Linked DNA regions of Zea mays: all the other regions are linked to region 3. Evidence: chromatin contacts called from public Hi-C data. All regions are on one chromosome and are shown on one strand. Each heading gives the region's core, a stretch centred on a gene start, on an enhancer-like site or on the middle of the called end of the contact. The rest is flanking DNA. Distances are from core to core; before and after follow the strand shown. Region 1 holds the start of LOC100216871. Region 2 holds the start of LOC100284286 (succinyl-CoA ligase beta-chain). Region 3 holds the start of LOC100275177 (embryo sac development arrest 6).

The links. A called contact is a pair of places that touch in the nucleus more often than the background predicts.
Region 1: a contact with region 3 is called in a Hi-C map of bundle sheath, with 2.9 times the contacts expected there. The contact joins the promoter of LOC100216871 here to the promoter of LOC100275177 in region 3. A contact is called at or near these places in 2 of 25 Hi-C or Micro-C datasets (bundle sheath and endosperm).
Region 2: a contact with region 3 is called in a Hi-C map of ear, with 2.0 times the contacts expected there. The contact joins the promoter of LOC100284286 here to the promoter of LOC100275177 in region 3. A contact is called at or near these places in 7 of 25 Hi-C or Micro-C datasets (bundle sheath, ear, leaf and 1 more).

What each region holds. Positions count from the first base shown.
Region 1 is chr4:146,533,474-146,537,377 of Zm-B73-REFERENCE-NAM-5.0, reverse strand. LOC100216871 reads right to left here and starts at 2,618. Exons shown (of 2, transcript NM_001143260.1): 1 at 1,847-2,618. The coding sequence starts at 2,600.
Region 2 is chr4:146,921,472-146,925,500 of Zm-B73-REFERENCE-NAM-5.0, reverse strand. LOC100284286 (succinyl-CoA ligase beta-chain) reads right to left here and starts at 1,594. Exons shown (of 12, transcript NM_001157181.1): 1 at 1,338-1,594; 2 at 1,145-1,255; 3 at 72-183. The coding sequence starts at 1,439.
Region 3 is chr4:146,711,465-146,715,422 of Zm-B73-REFERENCE-NAM-5.0, reverse strand. LOC100275177 (embryo sac development arrest 6) reads left to right here and starts at 1,322. Exons shown (of 1, transcript NM_001365865.1): 1 at 1,322-2,391. The coding sequence starts at 1,550. The coding sequence ends at 2,020.

The DNA.
Region 1 (3,904 bases), core at 1,369-3,868, 180 kb after region 3:
CCCGTTCGGCATGAACTCGTAGACCAACGCCTTGAAGTCGTTTCCCTGGTGGCCAACGCTGGAGCAGGCGGTGACGACCTTGACAAGATTCCGGTGGCGAACGCTTCTCAGGGCACGGCATTCGGCCAGGAAACTGTGCTCGGCTCCATGCTGCCGGAGGTCAATGACCTTGATCGCGACTTCAACTTGCCGCGCACCTGGGCTCAGGAGGATCCCTCTATAAACGGACCCGAAGCTTCCCACGCCTATGAGATTACTCGGGGAGAACTGGTCAGTCGCCTTCTGTATCTCCTCGAACGAGACCTGCCAATGCTGGTCCTCCGCCAAAGGGAGATTGGCAGGGGCCCTTTTCCGCCGCCTCATGACCAACAGGAGAAGACCACAAAAGGCAAGGAGAAGCAAAGATGTAGAACCAACAACAGTGCCTATTATCACTGCTAGTCTCCTTGGCCTCCTGTTGTCAGCGTCGTCGGGCTCTTCGTCTTCGACAGTGGGGCATGGCGGAAGCTGCAGAGCTGTAACTCCCCCACAGACCTTGTTATTACCAGCCACGGAGAACGCGCTCGCGTTACCGAAGACGCCCGTTACCGGAACGGAGCCTTCGAACCTGTTGTACGACAGGTTCAGGTAGTTCAGGCTCGGCCAGTCGGCAAAGAACTTCGGAACAGGGCCAGATAAGTTGTTCCTCGCGACGTCCAGCTCTTGCATTCCTTGCAGTCCACTCAAGGACTGCGGGATGGCGCCTTGAAGAAGATTGTCGTTCAGCTGAAGCTGCGCTAGCTCCACGCACTTGCCTAGAGCTGCAGGAACGTCGCCGGATAGCTGGTTTACTGACAGATCCAGCAGCACTAGGTTCGTCAGTTTCCCGACCTCTGATGGGATCTGACCAGTGAGGGAGTTGTACGAGAGACCGAGGTAGCTGGTCAGAGAGGAGAGGCTGACGACCTCCGCTGGTATCGAGCCGGTAAGCTGGTTGAGCGACAGGACCAGGCTACCGATGTTCTGCAGCTTCCCCAGGCTCGTGGGTATGGGTCCCTGCAGGCTGTTCTTGAACAGATAAAGTATGGAGAGGTTTGTCAGGTTCCCCAGCGCAGGAGGGATTCCCCCGGAGATGTTGTTCTCGGACAAGTCTAGAACTCCTAGGCTGTGAAGCTCCCCGATCGATGGCGGGATGCTGCCCGTCAGCAAGTTACCCCTGAGAGTGAGTATGGTGAGGCTCGAAAGCTTCCGGATATCCGTAGGAATCGCTCCGTGGAATCCGTTGTGTGATAGATGAAGCTTCTGCATCGTGCTGGAGAGGTTGACGATGGAAGGCGGGAGCACGCCTCGGAAGCTGTTGGAGTCAAGGGACAGGTAGAACAGCTTGCTGCAGTTGGACAAGGAGGCGATCAAGTCCCAGTCATCACTTCCCCACCACTCGTCCTCCAGCCGGTTGCTCTCCACTGTTAGCACCTCGAGATCCTTCAGGCTGCCTACTTCCAGCGGCAGGGCCCCTTCAAGCTGGTTGTCGCCGAGCTGTATGTACCTGAGCAGCGACGCGTTCCCTATGGATCGGGGGATTCGGCCGCGCAGCTGGCAGTCGTTGAGGATCAGGTTCTGGAGGTTTGGGAGGGTGGCACCGATATCAGACGGGAGAACGCCTGAAAGAGCCTTGTTGCCGGACAATTCGAAGGTGGCAACTGATGAGATGTTGAACAGGCTTGCTGGGATTGTGCCGCTGAGATGGTTGTAGGCTAAATCAAGGGAGCTGAGCGCCTGAGCCTTGTCAGCCGTCCTAGAGAGTCTGGTATTTGGCCACTGAGTCTGTTAGTGTCAGCAAACAAGTCGACGAGCGATGAGAGGTTACCGAGAGACGCCGGAACACTTCCTGAGAGATTGTTCAGGTACAGCCCCAGGTACGTGAGCCTCGAGAGCGAGCCGAGCGACTGCGGGATCGCACCGGAGAGCTGGTTGGAGCCGACGTCCAGGACCTCCAGCCTCTGCAGGTGGCTCAGGTTGGCTGGGATCTCGCCCACGAGGCTGTTGTACTCCAGCTGCAGGACCAGGAGCCTGGAGGCGCCGGCGAGGGATCCTGGAACCACGCCCTGCAGGGAGTTGTGCCGGAGGTCCAGGTACGAGAGGCGGGGCAAGAAGCCGAGCTCCCGGGGGATGTTGCCCGACAGGAAGTTGTGCGAGAGGTTGAGCGTGCCGAGGAACGTCAGGTTGGCGAGGAAAGGCGAGACGGTGAAGGTCAGGTTGGCGGACGCCAGCTCCAGCGAGGTGACGCGGCCAGGGCGCCGCCGGCGGGAGCGGCACCCCACGCCTCTCCAGCTGCAGACGCCGGCGGTCGTGTTGCCAGCGGCGGTCCATGAGGTCAGCACCCCGTGAGGGTCGCCGGTGACGAGGTCCTTGAAGGCGAGCAGAGCCTGCTGGTCGTCGGCCGTGGCGATCAGCAACGCCGCTGGTGGAGGAGAGGCAGTAGCAGAAGCAGCACCATGTGCGGCGGCGGTGGTGGTATGGCTGCTGCTCAGCATGGAAGCAGCAGCGAGGAGCAGCACGCACATGGATTTGGTCGCCTGGTAGGGGAGGGGGAGACACGCTCCAGCTCTTTCCGCCTCCATTCTTGCGTGCTGTTCAAGTTCAACCATGTTTGATCTTGACGACGTCTACATAATGTCCTTGTTCCTTAAAATCCAACCACCAGAGCTCAAAATATCTCGTGCAGTTGCGTGGTTGTGTCGAATCCTGCTGTAGGAGTTAAACGCCTCAACGCCCAACCGTAGGAGATCCGCCGACTCCATTCTCTAGAGTTAAGAGTCTAGACTAGACCAGGAAAGAACGAGTCTGAGGCTTTCGGTTTCATCACGCCAGTTATCAGGCGCACGCCACGTCGCCGCCTACCAAGGTGGCCTTTCCTCTCCTCTTCACGCCTTTTTCGACACTACGAAGATTGCAGATACAGATGTCCAGCTCCTGAACAAAAACGCCATTGAAAATGTGCTCCTCTCTGTACTCTTCTGAGTTCAGCTTTGTTACCGTAGCAGTCTGAGTCAACACTTTCACACAAAGTCCACTCTTGAACTGATCAGAAAATATCGTGAGTTATTATTTAACTCACTTATTTTGTTGTGGTTCGTTTTATCACTCAAGGTCGTTTGAACGTGACTTAAAATTTTATATTTTCAAATAAATATTTTGAATAAGACAAGTGGTTACAGTTTTTTTTAAAAGTCAACGCATGTAGTATTACTCTGTGGGTTGTGGTGAGAGTGTGGCCATGCTTCATTCACCAGACATACCGGCATGCCACGTGATGATTTTACCCGCGTGCCGCAGCCCAGACACGGCACGTCGACCTGGTAGCCGTGCCGGGCCGGATCGGTCCGTTAATCTATCCACGTTGTCTGATTAAATCAGAAAAATAGCAAAAAAAACGTGCGAAAGGGGGATTCAAACTCACAACCTCCTGGTCCAAGGCTGAAAAACACTACATGAAGGAGGCTAACAAGTAAAACTCTAGTGTGTTGGTTGTAAATACTAAATATAAAATATAATATATATATATATACACACTAAGTTTTGCAAAATAAAAATATAATCGTGTCGGTCCGGGTCAGCACTACGGGTCAAGTCAGCGGCCCAAACACGGCACGACTTTCATGCCGAGTCCAGCCCGACACTATTAAATGAGCCATGCTTTGGCCAACCCGTCAGTCACAGCTCATTTAATCATCTACTAGGTAGATGCCCGTGCGTTGCAACGGTATACAAAATATTCAACAAATTGTTAGTGCACAAAAAATAACACCACATATTTCAGTTGCACCAAAAAACGATACATTCCCCGCTTGCAAGGTTAGGGCCACATTTTCTTCCTACTTTGCACCTCAGCGAACAACAAAAACCAAAGAACCATACAGTCGAT
Region 2 (4,029 bases), core at 345-2,844, 210 kb before region 3:
TTTTTCCTTCATCAAATCACAGCATGCCAGCAATACATATTGAATTCAAGTAATTGCTATAGTACACTTACGTGCAATGCTTTCAGCTTCCTCAGCCTTAACAATATGGACACCTCCTTGCAGCCCACTTTTGAAAGTTCCCAGCCCTCGGCCACCAGCAAGGATTTGACTTTTAACAACTATCTGTAATGAGAACACCTTGACTATGAAACTGTGACTAAATTGCAATGAGCAAACTATATGTCTAATCTTAACTTAGATTACAAGCATACATGCTGCTTAGCTATATACGGAACCTTTTTCATAAGCATGCACAAATAAAAGGTCAGAAATATTGCACCCAGCATTTTCATAAAAAGCATGCATACATCATAAAGGTCAGAAATATTGCACATAGCATGGAGAAGAGTCGGTATGATAATGTTAGATATGACATGGAAGGTTGCATATAACTCCATTTGCAGCTAAGATAAATGTGACTGTTTATGCCAAATATAAAATACTGTTTATACCCACCAACTCAATAACCCATTGACCACTTAAAATACACCTAATTCCAGCACCCGTAAAAAAGAAAAATCAATCATAAATTGACCACCATACAACCACAACTCAGCATAAATTCTAAGTAAACTACATTCTTCTGGGTCTAGAATCACCGTGACTGTCACACCCAAGCCATGGACCAAGGTTATTAAAACTGTAAAACGTTGGAACGCTCATGGGTGAAATTTTGACTTTTAAACGTTTAAACTTTGTTTAAACGTAGTTTTAAACAACACAGGAAAAATACCAATACATCATAATTTCAGACAATAATATGAAGTTAAATACCAAAATAGAGAGGTTAGTGGCTTACCAAAACTTCACCCATGAGCTGGATTGAACCTCAAAAGTAACTAATAGACTGGGCCCAAAAGTAGCTAACGGTCTAAAATGCATAAAACACTGCGTTTTACAGTTTAGAACGCCAAAACGCTAAAACGTGGTTTCAACCTCTAATTAGAGTTTTGACGTTTAAACATCGTTTAAACGTAGTTTTAATAACACTGCCATGGACGACTGCATTTTGGATCACGAGGTGATAAGATGAACATAATGAGGGGTCGAATAACAGAAGATGAAGAAGTTGTGGCGTCATCACCTCTTTCTCACTGGGGAACATGTTCTTCAAGGCGTCATTGACCTCCTGTACGGACCCCGCCGCCGCACCCCTGGGTACGTTGATACCGTACTTCCCCATCAACTCCGCACCCTGCAGACCCAAACAATCCATCAGCCCCTGCCTCCAAACAGCACCAATAAATCAAAGTGAGAGATCTGGAAGCGCTGGACACCTGGTACTCGTGGATGTTGAGGCGGCGAAGCTGCTGGTGCTGCCATCTCCCGGCGACGGAGAGGGCGCGCGACGCAAGCTTGCCTAGCGATCCGCGAACCATGGCTGTGGTGACCTAGGCGGGGATGCTCCTCCGATCCGGTAACCCTACAAGCTTGGAAGACGCCTCTTTGCGATTTGTTATGTTGTTTCCCTTCCTTTTCACTCGATTTTCTCTCTCGTTTCCTTTCTTGCGGAAGGGACGAAGGGGGGCCGTGCGGGTGCGGCGGCGGGGTGCGGACCGGGCCCGGGGTAGACCAGACCAGTACACGTTGAACGGAGAATGGTTTCACTCAGAATGAAGTCATTCTCGATGGATACTAGCGGGTTACCCTACCTTGCGACGGCTCACAATAATAACCACATAAAGTATCCATCAAAAAGATCTCAAAGTTTTTTATTAATTGTCAAAGTTTTTTATTGATTGTCTCTTCTCTCCACATAATTTTTTTATTTGACTAAGCGAGTCGACATCGTGGTAAAGGAAAGGTCATGTAAACAGACAATGTCGAGCTATCGAATGGGTACCATAGGCAGCAAATCAGGGACCTCATCCCTCGCCTCCCCCACTTTCAAGGTTTTGTAGATTGGAAGAGGCAATCATACTTGTTCGTTGCCGGAGAAGGACACGACGAAGACATGGACATCTGGAGGCGATATAGGTAGTATACCACTAGATACATACACGAAGAGAGCACGCAAGCGGAGAATGAAGTTCATCCAGAGTAGCTGCAAACCGAGAGACACCTCACCAGACGTTAGTCCGAAAAGTGTCGGGGACCATAATTAGGGGTACCCCCAAGACTCCTAATCTCAGTTGGTAACACCCATCAGCACAAAGCTGCAAAGGCCTGATGGGCGCGATTAAGATCAAGGCTCAGTCCACTCAAGGGACACGTTCTCGCCTCGGCCGAGCCCAGCCTCGGGCAAAGGCAGCCGACCCCGGAGGATTCACGTCTCGCCCGAGGGCCCCCTCAAGCGACGGACACACCTTCGGCTCGCCCGAGGCCCAGTCTTCGCGGAGAAGCAACCTTGGCCAGATCGCCACGCCAACCGACCGTATCGCAGGAGCATTTAATGCAAGGATCACCTGACACCTTATCCTGACGCGCGCTATTCAGTCGACAGAGCCGAAGTGACCGTAGTCACTTCGCCGCTCCACTGACCGACCTGACAGGAATACAGCGCCGCCTGTCCTACTCCGACTGCCGTGCCACTCGCCAGAGTGAGGTCGACAGCGGCTAAGTCCAGCCTCGGGCACCATAGGAAGCTCCGCCTCGCCCGACTCCAGGGCTCGGGCTCAACCTCGACGCTGGACGACGGACTCCGCCTCGCCCGACCCCAGGGCTCGGACACAGCCTCGGCCTCGGAAGACGGTCTCCGCCTCGCCCGACCCAGGGCTCGGACTCAACCTCGACCTCGGAAGACAGACTCTGCCTCGCCCGACCCCAGGGCTCGGACTCGACCTCGACCTCGGAGGAGCCTCCGCCTCGCCCGACCTAGGGCTCGGACCGACCACGTCACAGGGGGGACCATCATTACCCTACCCCTAGCTAGCTCAGGCTACGGGGAACAAGACCGGCGTCCCATCTGGCTCGCCCCGGTAAACAAATAATGATGGCGCCCCGCGTGCTCCATGACGACGGTGGCTCTCAGCCCCTTATGGAAGCAAGGAGACGTCAGCAAGGATTCGACAGCCCCGACAGTTGTCCTTCCACAGGGCCCAAGCGCTCCTCCGACGGCCACGACATCACATGAACAGGGTGCCAAAACCTCTCCGACTGCCACGACGGCATGTACTTAGGGATCTAGCTCCTCTCTGCTAGACACGTTAGCACATTGCTACACCCCCCATTGTACACCTGGACCCTCTCCTTACGCCTATAAAAGGAAGGTCCAGGGCTCTCGTACGAGAGGGTTGGCCGCGCGGGAGAACGGGCTGACGCATAAGGCTCTCGCTCTCTCTCTCTCTCCCACGCGAACGCTTGTAACCCCCTACTGCAAGCGCATCCATCCGCCCTGGGCGCAGGACAACACGAAGGCCGCGGTTTCCCCTTACTGTTCTCCCCCCTTTGTGTCCCATCTCGCGCCGACCCATCTGGGCTGGGACACGCAGCGACAATTTACTCGTCGGTCCAGGGACCCCCCGGGGTCGAAACACCGACAGTTGGCGCGCTAGGTAGGGGCCTGCTGCGTGTTGACGAACAGCTTCCCGTCAAGCTCCAGATGGGTAGTCTCCAGCAACCTTTCCAACCCGAGACGATGCTCCGTTTCGGGAGTCTTGAGTTCATGTCCCTCGACGGCAGCTACGACATGATACTCCTTCCTTTGCCGCGCGACAGCGACAATGGCGGCCGTCAGCCCGCCCGCCAGCGGTGGAATCAACGACGTCTTCCCCACATGGCGGAAGAACAACATCCGGGTTTGTCCCGTCACCTCCCCCACCAACGGAGGAGGAGGCGAGGCAACCATGGCCAAGCAGGAGGCGGCACCTCATCGGCTGTCGAGCAAGTCGACGACGTCGGCGCCCCAGCGGGGGATACGTCGGGCTTAGACCTTGCGTCTGAGACGAAGACGAGCGTCGTTTCCCCGCTACACGCCAACCCCAAGCAGACGAACGACGCCAGCACGCTCACGAAGGACTTGCTGGGCGT
Region 3 (3,958 bases), core at 73-2,572:
GTATTGAGGTGGATTGGAAAACTGAAACTAATTTACAACACATTCCACTTCAATACATGTGAATTGAGGTGAATACGAGAGTATCCAAACAATGCCTAATTGGGTGGAACCAAACACCCTCTTAGTTGTGGTGGAACCAAACACGCTCTTATACCACTCGTTAGATATTGTACCCACAAGTAGAATTGCTAGACCTAGGTAACAATGGTAGCAAGGTACTAGGTTGCCTGTGGGTGAGTGTAACCCGCGAAGTTGTAGTCGCTGCTTGCAAGAATAATCTTAAGCTGGCTCCCTAGTTTTAGACCTAAGTTCAATAAGTTGGCTTGTAGTTGTTCTTAGGGTTTTTTGGTCGCACTATGGCTGTGAAAAAACCTTTTATGGGCTTTGAGCTATGAAAAAGTTGTTGTGCATTGTGAGCTATAAAAAACTAAAAGTCGTTTGGATAAAACTGCTAAAAGCCGCTGAAAGCTCTTCTATATACATTTTCAAGTTCTTCCGTCTGAAAGCTGCAAAAAGTTGTTTTATAGGTCAATTTTGCAGTGCAAGAAAGTTGGCTTTTTTAAAAAAAACTTATTGACTGGATTGAAGCATTTGGTTTAGTTTTTTATTTTTGGGACAAAAGGCACAGCCAAAAAGTTAAATCACACACACAATCTTATTCAATTTTGACAAAAGGCCCTTTTATTTCTTACAAGAGCTCAATTAGGCCATGTTCGGTTTGGAGTGGTTTAAGTGGATTGGAGGTGATTGAGTCCCTTCATATTTAATTTTAAATACGAAATAATTTAATTCATCCAATCCCCTTCAAATCTCTTACAAACGAACAAGACCTTAACGAGGTGTTTAAAGTTTAACTAGTGTTACATCTAATATTTAAATATTATGTATTAAATAAAGATTTAATTAGGTTTAATAAATGTGTCTTATATTTTATTTGTTATATGTGTAATTAGTTTTATAATTATACTATATTTTATATTCATAAATATGAATTAAATATTCACTATGACATGTAATAAACTTTAGTGTGATAAACTTTAGTGAGTTAAACTAAACACCCATAAATAACCTGCTAGATATAATGACGATTCTATCCTGACTACTCGACCACAAGCCCAAAAAAACCATCGAGTAACCCCTGCACCTCTGCCGGACAGGTCCAGACTCATCCAGAACGCGATGGTAGATTTGTTATTTATAGCAAATGCAATGGGCGGAGATAACCCGACTGCCTATATATACAACCACCCGCTGCCCTTCCCCGGCCCCTGCACCCGCTTCACTCCCCATTCATTCTCCGATCCCCTTCCCAGCGGGCAGCGGCCGCACCACGCCTGTTCGCCTCTCGCGGGACCCAGCCCCAGCGGGACCCACGCGGCCACGCCCCACGCCTTCATTCCTCCCTTTCTCGGCCTCAACCGCTTCCTTTTTCCCCTTGTACCATTTGTCCATTTTCGTGTCCCACCAGTCGCGGTCGGGCGATTCCGTCTCTGGCATAGCAAGCAGGCGCGTCCGGGCCGTCGAGGTCGAGCTGTGGATCCACGCGGAGATGCAAGCGCCACGTGGCGATGGCTTCCTCGGGAAGCGGAAGGAGCGCGACTATTGCCCGCATCCCTCAGTGTCGCCGACGGAGCAGGCAGCCCCGCTGCAGCGGCAACCGCCGCCGTTCGCTAGGCCCGACCCGCGTGGCGTCAAGCTGGATCGCCCGGCGGTGAGGTTTGGCGCGAAGCCGCCGCTCCCTCAACAGGGGGCCAAGGTCGGGGGCAACGGCAACAAGCTGCTGGCAGGGTATCTGGCGCACGAGTTCCTGCGGTGCGGCACGCTCCTCGGCGAGCGGAGGCTCGAGCCACCCCGCCTGAAGGAGAAGGATCCCGCCGCCCCCTCCCCCGCCCCAACCCCCGCTCCGGAGCCGAGCAGGCGCTACGCGGACGTTTCGCGCCTGCTTATGACGGGCGGGGCCCGCATCCCCGGCGTCGTCAACCCGTCACAGCTCGGACGCTGGCTCCGGATTAAGGAGTGACCGGGTGGCCATGACACTGGTGGCCGCGGCCCGCGGCATGGCCGCATTGCCTACTGCTTCGCCTCGGCGGCGGCCGATCAGAGGAACCGTTGCTTTTGAACGTAGCAGGCTGGTTTGTCATTCCTCTGTCTTTCTTTCCCTTCAAAATTTTCGTGTGGTAATTAGCAAATGAACTCCTCCTGTCAAAAATTTAGTGTAGTTGTTGGATGAGAAACTGGAGACGGTACACTGGTACTGTTGCTAGCTTTCGCTGAAATCCTCTTCATCGGCAAAAACCTGTGATGCATATGGCGTGGGTGAATGAATCCACCATCGATGTAAATACATGGTAATGCTTTGGTAGTAGCATAAGAAGTGTCTGTTACTGTAACAAGTAACTAAGTATTAGTTTGAATTGACATCATCATCTGGGCTTTCTGTGACAAATCCAAATGCATGGTTCCCGTATTTGGTGGAAATGATGCTGGCAATTTTACCTCTCGTCCGCGAATGTCCATGTTTACTCATTGTTTCGTTAAGCAATAAATACAGTAGGTTTATTTGCATCTTGAGTTCTCGTCCAGCCCCGCACACGTTACTGTCTTCGTGGTTTCGGAAGACATTTGGGGCCTTGCTTCGATGTCTTGCTGGCCAATGTACTACCATGCCCAGCAAGAAAACAGAACTGAGCAAGTGTTCGGATCCTGGCTAGCTTGTCTTGTAACATGTGCAGGCAGGTTTTCGCTTGCTCAGCCAGGCCAGGCGAGGTTAAGGCATCCAGCAATCCAAGGATCCTCTCTGGTTATCTCCAGCAGATACGAAGTCCTCTTGGGTCCCGTTTGGATAATTTTTTTTTCTGTAAGCTGCAATGGATGGAAGAAGCCGGCTAATAGTTATGCATGACTTAGGTGTTTGAATAGTTCAAAATAGGTTAGAGCAAGTATAATAACATATTAACATGATGTATGCAGCTTGAATGATGAGACGAAGAGGAGAGAAAAGGCTGTATGTAAACTTATAGCTGTCTTAGACATAATAACTAAAAAACTTTATGAGAGAGATAGGTGGACCATGTATTAATAGTAAAGAGCTAACTAATATACCAAGGTAGGCTCCAAGATTCTTACAATGGACTATATTATTAACAATACCCTTACGAGGCTATACTATAAGTTGGTTATTTGAATTCGCTAGATCTTTTCTTAGGCTGGACCAGCGCTGGTTCTTACTAATTGCCGATGTGACTTGGCGTGTGGTCGGTACCGACGACCACGCTCCAATCGATAAGCGGTTTGATCAGCCAATCGATGGGCTGGCCAGTGGGCTTGCTGGTCGGTCGGCGTGGTCGGTACCGACCACGTTGGGACCAAACCAATCGGTAACGATTGGTTGGTATCCACCACTGTGTTGGAGTCCAGGTCGGTACCTACAAGATTTGTTGGTACCGATTGTCTGGTGTTGATGTGGCGACTCTTGATTTCTCATCGTTATTTCAACCGTTTAGATTTTAAAAAAGTTTTCTGAATCCACCTTATAAATAGAGGGAGGTGCTTGGGTTTATTCACATCTCTCACTCTTTGATCCATAAGCCCTCTCCATTTGTATTCTTTCAATCTGTTTTGATATAGATCCAAGGTGGAGTCCGAACTTTGGTACGTTCATCGACTTGTTCACTACGCAATCTTCACAACATCCCGAGACCCATGCAGGTGTGAGTCATGTCTTCTTCAATGATATTTCTCCCGTCCATCATCGATAGGAGGACGTTCCTGCTTGTCCCCATTCCTTGATTCCATAACCTCTATTTTCACATCTCTATCCTCCTCCTTCATTTCCATACCAGCCATCCGTTGATGCCCCTCTTACCACTGAACCTCCTAAGATAGACGCTCCTCCTCCTATCACTAAAGCTCTTATCATCAATGTTCCTCCTCAACCTTTCGCTTATTCGTACCCTCC